2 separate regions of the Hordeum vulgare genome follow, and region 1 is linked to region 2. A link is a contact called in public Hi-C data. All regions are on one chromosome and are shown on one strand. Each heading gives the region's core, a stretch centred on a gene start, on an enhancer-like site or on the middle of the called end of the contact. The rest is flanking DNA. Distances are from core to core; before and after follow the strand shown.

What was found. Hi-C and Micro-C count contacts between places; a contact is called where the count stands out from the background.
Region 1: a contact with region 2 is called in a Hi-C map of leaf, with 2.2 times the contacts expected there. The contact joins the enhancer-like site here to the promoter of LOC123444359 in region 2. A contact is called at or near these places in 3 of 6 Hi-C or Micro-C datasets (leaf and seedling).

Annotation. Positions count from the first base shown.
Region 1 is chr3H:477,745,809-477,751,303 of MorexV3_pseudomolecules_assembly, forward strand. It overlaps the pseudogene LOC123444361. Among protein-coding and RNA genes, the nearest start is that of LOC123444359, 120 kb to the left of the region's middle. Within about 2 kb of position 4,068, at least 1 of the 3 cell types and tissues checked has open chromatin away from gene starts, as enhancers often do. A contact at or near this core is called in leaf, where this site is marked.
Region 2 is chr3H:477,622,891-477,628,240 of MorexV3_pseudomolecules_assembly, forward strand. It overlaps LOC123444359 (serine/threonine-protein phosphatase 7 long form homolog), which reads left to right and starts at 2,913. Exons shown (of 4, transcript XM_045121050.1): 1 at 2,913-3,109; 2 at 3,834-4,099; 3 at 4,204-5,350. The coding sequence starts at 3,845. LOC123441889 reads right to left here and starts at 2,553. Exons shown (of 4, transcript XM_045118072.1): 1 at 2,278-2,553; 2 at 804-2,140; 3 at 216-276; 4 at 3-122. The coding sequence starts at 2,553. The coding sequence ends at 3.

The DNA.
Region 1 (5,495 bases), core at 2,818-5,317, 120 kb after region 2:
AAGATGGTCACTAGAAGTGGGCTGGGTGGCCCAGTACCAACCAGGGCGTGCCAAGGGGGGCTAGCGCGCCCTGGTACCTAGTAGCCACCTAGAAGCCCCTCATCTAGTACTTTTTTCCAGTATTTTTTATTTATTCCATAAAAATTCTTCGTGGGGTTTCAGCCCATTTGGAGCTGTGTAGAATAGGTATCTCTCACATAGCTTTTTCAGGTCCAGAATACCATCTGTCGCATTCTCCCTCTTGGTGAAAACCTTGCATATTATGAGAGAAAGGCATTAGAATTACTCCATAAAGTGGTATAATGCATAAAATCACTATAAATAATAGTAGCAAAACATGATGCAAAATGGACGTATCAACTCCCCCAAGCTTAGACCTCGCTTGTCCTCAAGCGAAAGCCAATAATGAAAATCATTACCACATGCTTTGAGAGAGAGTTGTCGATAAAAACAAAATGCGGACATAGTAGCATCATGCTCATTATTATAATAGCAAATAAACTTTATAAAATACTTCATTAGAGCATTTTCATCATATAACTTTCATCATAAGAACTTGTCATAAAAAAGTAACAATTCATCACAACACCAAAGTATGAAGCATAAACTCTATTGAAAACTAAAAAACTATGTTTTCAGTCAAATTTGCAACACAATTCATCACATTTTCAGGAAGGGTCACATATCGGAGCTTTTAAGCAAGTCTACATACTCAACCATCACTTAGTCTTCTATGATTGCTAACACTCACCTCATACATATGAGCAAAAGGTTTCAACCGAACACATAGGAAGATAGGGGCGTAAAGTGATGCCTCTCAACGTATTCACCTCAAGGGTGATGTCAACAATAATAACTCATGACCATCCACATTCAACTGGATATATATGCCTAGATCTTTCCCCACCACATGATGCTTGCAAAAAAGAAAATAAAAAGGAGTAGAGAAGAACACTTTGACTCTTGCATAAAATTAAATACATAAAATTAAAAGATAGGCCCTTCGTAGAGGGAAGCAGAGGTTGTCATGCGCTTTTTGGTTGTATGCCAAATCCCTTAGTGCAAAGGAACGTGTATTGTCCCTTATGATGACATCCTTTATTATGCATTTTATCACTTTTATTATCACCATCACAAGTTCGTACAATGCTTAATTTCCCTTACACTAAATGATCGAGCACATTTAGAAGCAATTTGTATTGCCTTGTGCACCGATGACAACTTACTTGAAGGATCTCACTCAATCTATAGGTAGGTATGGTGGACTCTTAAAACATGGATTTGGGTTTACAGTCTTGCATGCACAAGTAGTATCTCCACTTAGTGCAGAGTTTTGGCTAGCAAATATATTGGGCAAGCACCACATGTTAGAGGATCTATAAAAATATAACTTCTATGTGAATGTGAACAAACATAAATCATTACGTTGTCTTCCTTGTCCAACGTCAACAATTTTAACACACTATAATTAATGGAAGCTCACAATCATAAAACATGCCAAGGATAGTTTATTTGCATGTAAACCTTCTCTTCCTTTATTAATTCTTTCATGTGTTGCATCACCGACCAATGCTATGTTTGTTAACATTGAACAAACTTTACCACTTATACTTTTCCTTATGTGATGTCACTACTTACTATAAGATTAGAATATGATCCTTTTCATTATTTTCCTTTATTTTGATTGCAACAAGGAAGTAGAGAAGCAAAAAACTCAAACTACACTTTATTATATAACTCTCACTCAATTACATAGATAGATAGATCAGAAACTAGCACTAAAAAGATGGATCGAACTAAACTTTTATTTTACTAAATCACAAATAACTGAAGATCGAACTCAGCGGGGAGGAACGGGAGCATGTGATGTGCTCTGTTTGTGTCTTTTGGATATGGATTTGGACTCAAGGTCTAAATGTGTGTGTTTCTCAATTTTTTGTAGCTGGAAGACGACACGCGTTTTCTTGAGATGTTGAACTTTGGTGTATCATCACAAGTGCCAAATAGTCCAGTTGGGAGCAAGAAATGTCGTCAACTCAAAAAATATATGCATTTGTTAAAGCAAAATCCACTAAAGGACTGAATTGGTCTACTAAAGAGGATGAACCTTTGGAGGAAGCATGGTTGCACACCACTTTGGATGTTGCGATAGGGACAGATCAATCTGCAAATTCTTATTAGGATACGATTTATGATTACTACAGCACGCGCAAGAAACTGTCATGGCCAGATCATGTTCAAAGTGCACTCAATTGTCGTTGGAGCACTATTAATGAACAAGTCAGCAAGTTCTGTGGATACTATCAGCAAATATTTAATAGAAACCATCTCCAAACTTCTGCCAGGTGTGCTCAACTAGATCATCTTGAAGCAGAGAGTGAAATGTGTTGTTTGTGATTCGTTGATTCATTTGAATAAACATACTCAGTTGTTCCGCATGAGTACGATATAGGGCCACCTTTACTCCAATAGAGTCGTAGTTGTAGTCTCATGGATCGTTGTCTCGCTCATCTTCAACTATCATATTATGCATTATGATGCAAGCTTTCATGGCATCACCAACTACAACACAGTGGCAAAACGGGATGGCAGAACTCCAAAGACTCTCTCCAAATCCTTTCTGGCTCCCTCTTGTCTTTTGGTGAAATGTAGTCTTTCTGCCTTGTGGAGCTCCTATTGTCTTCACAAATGTTGCCCATGATGGATATATACCATCTGTTGTGTAGGGATGACCATTGATGGTATAATTCACTTTTGGAGCTTCACCTTCGGTTAGCTTTGCAAACACAGGTGAATGTTGAAGAACATTTATGTCATTGAGAGATCCTAGTAAACCAAAGAATGCATGCCAAATCCAACGATCCTTCGAAGCAACTGCCTCCGAAATCATTGTGGGCTTATTCACACGACCTTTAAACATGCCATGCCATTTTTTAGGACAATTTTTCCAAGTCCAATGCATGCAATCTATACATCCTAATATACCAGGAAAACCTCTTTGCTCCCCTAACTCAAGTAATCTAGCAGTATCTTCTTCATTTGGAGATCTCATATATTGGTCCCCAAAGACTTCATAAATAGCTATCACAAACTTTTTGCAGGTTGCTAGATTAGTAGATTCTCCTAAGCGACAATACTCATCCGCGGCATCAACAGCATATCCATAAGTTAGTAGTTGCATTGCGGCTGTCATCTTTTGTACAAGATGCAACCCAAGAGCTCCAGCAGAATTTCTTTTTTGCTTAAAATAACTATCATGCTCAAGTACTGCTTCAGCTATGTGATTAAACAAATTATGAGACATTATATACCTGTGTGAATAAACAAATATGAAATAGGGAGATGACAAATAGGCAGATAGAGAATAATGTTGTAATACTAACCTTCGACGAAAATAACTTTCGGAAAAGGTTGGATTTTCTTTGAAGTAGTCATTCCAGAGTAGAACAAATCCGACATCTCTTCCGTGATACAAATATCGCCGCCCCAGCGTCGAACCGCCGTGACGTCGAGCATTCGCCTCCTCTTCCTCCTTGCACTCCGCAAATGCTGCAAGAATTAGTTCGTCATCGTCCCATGAAGGCGAGACGACGAATTCATGAGCATATCCAAAACGAATTCTGTTTCACTCATTGTGTTGTAGGAAAGAAGACACAAGACTTGAAAGAGAGATCAGAGAAGCACAAGGTGGAATGATTTAAGAGATGTGAGAATAGGTGTTATATATAGACCTGGAATAGAGCCATTGAAACAGAGCCGTTGGAATAGAGCCATTGGAGGATATAAAATGATAGTTGAATTGATAGTTATAAAATAATATTAAAATATAGGAAAAAGATTTTATATATAAACGTTCTGTTGTAAAATTAGACGTGTATATGAAAAAAAAAATCACTATCTATATAAACATATAAACATTTAAATATACACGTGTTATTGGAGATGCTCTTACAACATGGGTTTATTATAAACCAATGAAAACGCACCCAACGGTTGAACGCACCGCGACGCGCGACGCTGACTCCGACTCGCCGCACGTACGGCACGACGGCAGACAGCACGGCACGTTCACTTCCAAAACCTTGTCCACCTCGCCTGGCCCTTGTCCTTGTCGTCCGCACCGGCCTCCTCCCACGCCTTACCGTGCGCCGGCAGGTGTTCCCCTGACTTGCTGCCCTTCTTGCCCCGCGCGAACGACCGGAACGCGAGCAGCCTCGACCTGCCGGCGGCCACGCCCGCCCGCTCGCCGCCCGTGCTCGCCGCCACGCGGTCGTCCTGCTGCGGTGGCGGGGTCGTGGTGCAGCCGTCGTCGGGCTTGAACGCGTCCACGTCCTCGGCCGCCGTCCCGTCACCGTCAGCACCCGCGTGCAACGCGGTTCCCGGCGGCGGTGCCATACGCTCCGGCGTCTCCGGCTGCATAGGCCTCTCCTCCCGTTTCCGGTCAGCTTCCTCGGCCTCTTGCCATGCTCCGGTCTCTCGTTCCAGCTCCTCTTCCCGAGGCCCGGTTGCGTCGCTGTCGTCCTCATCGGAGTCGATTACCGTCACGCTGTCCGTGGCAGCTGCCGCGGACGACGACGGTGCGGCAACCGTAATGGCTGCGGCAGGCTGAGGTTGGTGCGGCGGTGACAACGTCAACGTGGGTGCTCCTTGCGCATCGCCGGAGCCTTCATGCAAAACGTAAAGGTGTCAAACAGGATAAACCATCGACAACTGAATCATACGGACCCGCTGACGCCGGTAACACGTGAGAGCCCGAGGCCAGGTCCCGTTCAAGTGCCGACGGTCTCACGGCCTGAGGTGGAATTTCGAACAACGGCAAAACATCGCCGTCACAGGTCAGAGATGCAGGGACGGAACGTGCGCCGATCGTTGCTTCTTGGGAACTACTAGTACTCCGTATAATGCAAACCGATTGACACGATGAGCATTTCACCTGCACCGTCTCTCAGAACGACCGAAGAATATGGGTATGAATTTGCTTTAAGAAAGAGAAAACTAGCAAGGGCAGATTTTGGCGTCCGCCACAGCTAACTCGAGCCCTCCACATGTTATGATGAAAACACCACAGTAGCGTCTGTTTATTAGTCACTCTACATCAGCAGGATTCGTGTCAACACGCAAAACCGTGTGAAACAAGGGCTCAGACCGCAACGGTTGCTACTGTACAACCGCAGGAACCATGGAAAATTTGCCAAAGTGAAAACTTTACTGGTACTATTTCTCACCATTTGCTAATACCGACCCAGAGTACTTCTTCGCATGCTCCCCGTGCTCGCTGCTGCCCGCAGGAACAGATAGAGATAGCCTATTGGCCAACCTTTCGGCCTCTCTTGCCTCGATGATATCCTCCTCGCTCAGGAAGCTCGGCTGGTTTGTTGAAGACAGCAGCCTTGCCCACATTCTGTCCGTGATCTTCACCTTGTTCCATGTCGATGTTACTCTCTGCCATCCAAATAAACTTTCAAGTTATTCCAGTTGATCGAGTTATATTCAGT
Region 2 (5,350 bases), core at 1,663-4,162:
AGTTAACTCCAACCACACCAACCCTCTTGAATTCCAACTCGAATCCACCACCATGGGTCACTGTCAGCAGCTCCTCGCAGCGTGCTGACACAAAATCCGCCGCTGTCGTCGGAATCTCCTAGCTGCACTCAATAAAAATTTTAGTGTGTTAAACAGGCACACAAATACCTTTAAAGTAATTTCCTTGTACAAATAGGCAAGTAGGAGAAACTTACAGGGAGCAGGTTGTACTGACCAACATCTAAAAACTGACATATCTTTGATGAAGCTACATAACTTTACATATATCTACTAACTTATTATCCTATGATCAAGTGTTACTTTCCATAGATGACTAACCTGGAACAGATGACAATAAATACGATCAGTGCCGGTACCAATAATCAGTACACATATCTAAAATTTTATCTCTTAAGAAGGAGCGCAAAAAACATGACAGAACATCACATAACTAATCCAAACCATATATCCATGTACAAAATTGCCACAAACGGAGTAAAGAACATCACACACAGCAACAGGATATGATAGAAATCCCCATCTTAACTGCTTCAAAATTTCTCTAGCTGAACCCATCGCATACATTGGAAAAGATGCTAAGTAACATGTTCACACACTGACAATTATTCAAATCAGGGCAAAGATGAGTAGATCAATTAGGGCACCTTTAGATTTGGTAAATATTCTGTTGGTATATTCATCTAGTTCTGCTACCTTCGTCCAGAAAAAAGGGTAATCACACCCGATGACATGAGGGCATTAGCAGATGGGTGGACGCCTTAGGGATGTGTGGGGAGGGATACCTCAGTCGGAGAAGCAATAGCTTGCGGAACTGCCGGAAACGGTAAATGAACAAGTCTGCATAAAAAATATATAGGGGTTGCATTGCATGGTGGTGCACCTGAACAAGGAGCTCCATAGGATGCTTGCTTTCTTTCGTTACAGAATCGTCCCAGTTATCATCATAAGCATTCTCGAGGACGACAAGTGGACATGCCATGTCCCATCCGCCACAATCACAACCCCCACCATACCTCCATCTATCTAGCAAAGATGATGGGCTGGATTCATTATCGCTTGATAATCCATGCAGACCACTCGGTGTGACCACTTTGATAGTACCAGCGGACGAACACTTCTTGTCCTTATTAAATGGGATCTGAATGACTGTTGCTGCAATCTCCAAATGAGGATAAAGATCCTCTTCAGACCATGGCCGAGATGTCGATACCTCTGGATTATGCCTTGCATCATGCTGGTGGTCAATCAGATTAATCTTCTGTGGATATTCACGAGAGACTGGTTTATCAACGACGCCACAGGATTCCGGCTGACTGGGCTCTGTACACTTGGTCTTCTCCTCGGCAGCAAAACTTCGCCTTGCGTGAGCGATATCGTACAGAACAAACTCGGTGTTGACAGAATTATTCAGAATGCCATCTTTTCCAACTTTAGAGCATAGATAGGAGGAAACCTGCATCTGGCCTACAATTGGAGGCAAACATCTGCGCTCATCTTTGGAAGACCTCCCAACAGTGCTTCCTCGTTTACCACCACTATGGAAAGTGTAAATCCGGATTAGTTCACTCCCACTCTCCCAGGACCTAGCAGAAATGGACTCTTCCGGGCCCTCGACACAAAAATCATAAAAGGGAATGCCATTTCTGGAATCACATTTAAGAACTGCTTGGAGATGAGCAGGTGATAAAGAAGCCTCCGTCATATGCCGACTTTCTCCATTTGGCAGGCAATTGGATGATGCTTGGCTCCGCTCAGTCCTCGAGAGATCACTGAGCAACGATTTGCGGGGCACGCAGTTTCTGCTGCTTGCCGGCACAACTGCAGTGTTGGGCTCTTCCTCTTCAGCAAGAGATGGGCTGCTTCTAACAGACTTGGACTTCATGATGGGGCTCAACATCTTCTTGAAAGGACTTGATCGAGCTGCTTTAGTGATGCTCTTTGTGGTGCGATTGACACATTCTGATGGACTGGTGCCATCAGAGGCGCTCTCCCTCTTTGATGGCACAGACTTATCAGGAATATTACTTGCTGGAACCCTCTGCCTCTCACCATGGTGTTTACTTTCACCAGCATATACGCCTGAGGTGAAGTCGAATTGAATTTCCACCTCCACGGAGACCTACGCGTGCACCAGAGGACACCGTTGCTGCAGACCTCCCCGAGGGCAGAGGCAGGAGGTGGCTTGCGGCTGCGCTGGAGGCAACTCCGAGGGGGAGGCGTTGCACATCCAGTGCGGGAGCAGCGGGGATGGGTTGCCCGCGTCCGGATCTCGCTGGATTCGAGCACGGACGAATCGTGCTGGTGGCCCTGGAGCTCCTGGTATCTTGAAGAGAGGGAGTTGTGAGGAAGAGAGAAGAAGGGAGAGAGAGATGCGCTGCTCATCTGCTCGTCCTGCAAGGGTCCGGACACCGACTGCGACGCGAGGTGGAGGAGGTCCGGCCGGCGCGGTCGGGAGTAGGAGGGAGCTCGGGGAAGTGGCGGCGAGCGTGGTTCTGGCTGAATCGGTCTCGGATGGGTTTTCCAGGGCCACATCTGGGTCTCAACGGTCCGTGGACTCGCCCCAAAGCAGCTGTGTGAAACGTTTTTTAACTTATTTACTGGACTGCAGGTTTATTCAGCCAAACGACAGGGACTTTTTTGTAAAAATGTTGCGACGGAAATTCCGACAGAAGCGATAGCCGCTTTATTATTATTAGGTAAAGATTAGTTAAAATTATAGTCAAAATATGACAAAAATACTCGAGCTAATAAACCAGGACGAGTTTGGTGGGAGGGTGAAACCGTAAAAGATCTTTTTTTTTTTTGAGCGGCTGCGGCTGGGGGAATCCCAAAAAAAGGCCCGTCTTTGGGCTTTGGCTTCTCCGGCCCAGAAGCTGGTGAGCCCGCTGTTTGTTGCGGAAGCAGCAAAAAAACATGTCCGGGCGTAGCACCACTCCGGGTCACGGATTCCGCGTCGCCGCCTCCACCCCTGGAAAGCAAATTTCTAGGGTTCCCTTCTCCTCTGACGGGAAGCAAAAATCTACGGGGGATCAGGACTTCAGGAGCTTGTCCTCCGCCTCCTCCGGCGCCACCTCGCCAGCCTGATTTGGTAAGCCCGCCCCACAAACCACCGCTGGATTTTACTCGCCCCCCTTGGATCTCGGTGCACGCTGTTGCCCCATTGTGCGTGCTCTGGTCTGGTGCGCAGATTATTCAAGTGCTTTGAGCAGGGGAATAGTGGGTTGATACGGATAACTGATATGTAAAGGGGGCTGTGGCACTACCATGTTCTGCTGAACCTGTTCTTGTCGAACATGTGGCCTTCTATAGGCCGAATGTTTCAATGAGAGTCCCTTTCTGTCTGAATAAAAATGGGACACTGCTACACTAGTCAGCTGCAAGCCTGTAATGCTAGTTTTGTGCCTAAAGATGAAGAAAGTTGCTCAGTCAGACTATATAGTATATACATGTCTAGGAGTTGTTTCTCCATAATAAGCAAATTTAGATTTAAGATTCAGTGTTTCAGTTGGTTATGGCAAATGGTTAGTTCTGCGAGAGCAACATTTGTAGGGGAGAATAACTCACAGTTGACAGATTAGACTGCGTTAAATATTTCTAATATAAGACGAATGCCATATCTTCTAAGCATATATATGCCTTGTTTGATTGTATATGTTTTTTTTTTTTCATTTTGTACATAGTTCCTTCCTTGTATAAGCCATGATTTTAAATCTTAACACATAGAGCAGCGCTCATGCCGTCCATTAGATTTCTTTCTAGCTGTGATCATCTATGGCATTCTGGCAACTGATCTAATGATGTTTTGTTTGCAGAGTAGTAGTCCATGTCTTCAAGGGCAAGAGGACGTGCACGTCGTGGCCGGGGCCGGGGCAGATGTTCTGTGGCAGAAAATGAAATGGATCATCATGAAACATCTGCACCTTCTACGCCGAGTACCACTTCTGATAGAGAGGACAATGTTGGGTTTACTCCCGAACAAGTCCATGTGGCTTGCTATGCAGGACCTCCGGAACCTTCATCCAGTACACTGCTCAATCCTAAGATTAACCACCGTTCAGATGCAATTTTTGGCGATCAGGTTAATCTAAGGACAATAAACTTTGTCATATTTCAGGGAAATAAGTTAGTAAAACGAGATTTTTTTTTCAATAGCACTGAGTTCTATATTCTGTACTATTGCAGGCCCTGGAGCAGTTGAAGTTGCGTCACCACAAACCCTTAAAATTTCATGAGAGGTATCGTCCTTATTTGAGGGATGCTGGATTGCTTGGGCTCTCACAAATATGCCAGAGAATGCCTCAATTGGACAAAGCCTTGATTACTGCTCTTGTTGAGCGTTGGAGACCAGAGACCCACAGCTTTCACTTGGCTTCTGGGGAGATGACAGTCACACTTCAAGATGTTGCAATGTTGTTTGCTCTTCCTATTGATGGCCGTCCGGTTTGTTCCAGTACGGATCATGATTATGGGCAAATGGTCCTTGATTGTCTAGGTCATGACCCAAGAGGTCAATCAATGCCTGGAAAATCCTTCTTGCATTATAAATGGCTGAAGAAGCACTTCTATGAGTTACCAGAAGGGGTGGATGATCATACAGTACAGAGGCATGTTCGAGCATACATCCTGAGCCTTTTATGTGGGGTGCTCTTTCCAGACGGGACAGGAAGGATGAGTTTGATATATCTTCCATTGATTGCTGATCTTTCTCTTGTTGGAACATACAGCTGGGGCTCCGCAGCCCTCGCATTCCTCTACCGAGCTCTTTGCTCTGCCGCCTCCTCCCACAACATGAAGAATATAGGTGGTTCATTGCTTCTCTTGCAGCTTTGGAGTTGGGAGCACTCTCATGTTGGCAGGCCATTGGCTCGGTCTTCCTCACTCGTGGAGACAGACATCCCACAGGACTCGCCCCCAATCGGCTTCCGTTGGGTGGGTGCTCGTGCACAAAGTGAGAATGCTACTCGCTGTCTCAAGCAGTACAGGGATGAGCTAAATCTTCAGCGAGCAGATCAGTTGAAATGGGAACCATACATGCTCATTGAGTCCTCAAGCTTACCACCACTTTGTACAAAAGATGCTGACCTGTGGATTACTCAAGCACCACTAATAAATTTTCCTATTGTTGAGATGTATCTGCCTGAGCGAGTAATGCGGCAATTTGGGCTTCGGCAATGCATTCCACCACCTTTTCGGCCTACCCTACAGACATTACATCGTATTAGTCGACGTGGTAGGGAGCGTGAAAATTGGGAAGAGACGCATCATGAGTATATTCAGGAATGGGAAGCACGGCGACAACGCATATTTCGGGAGGCTGAGCAATATGATT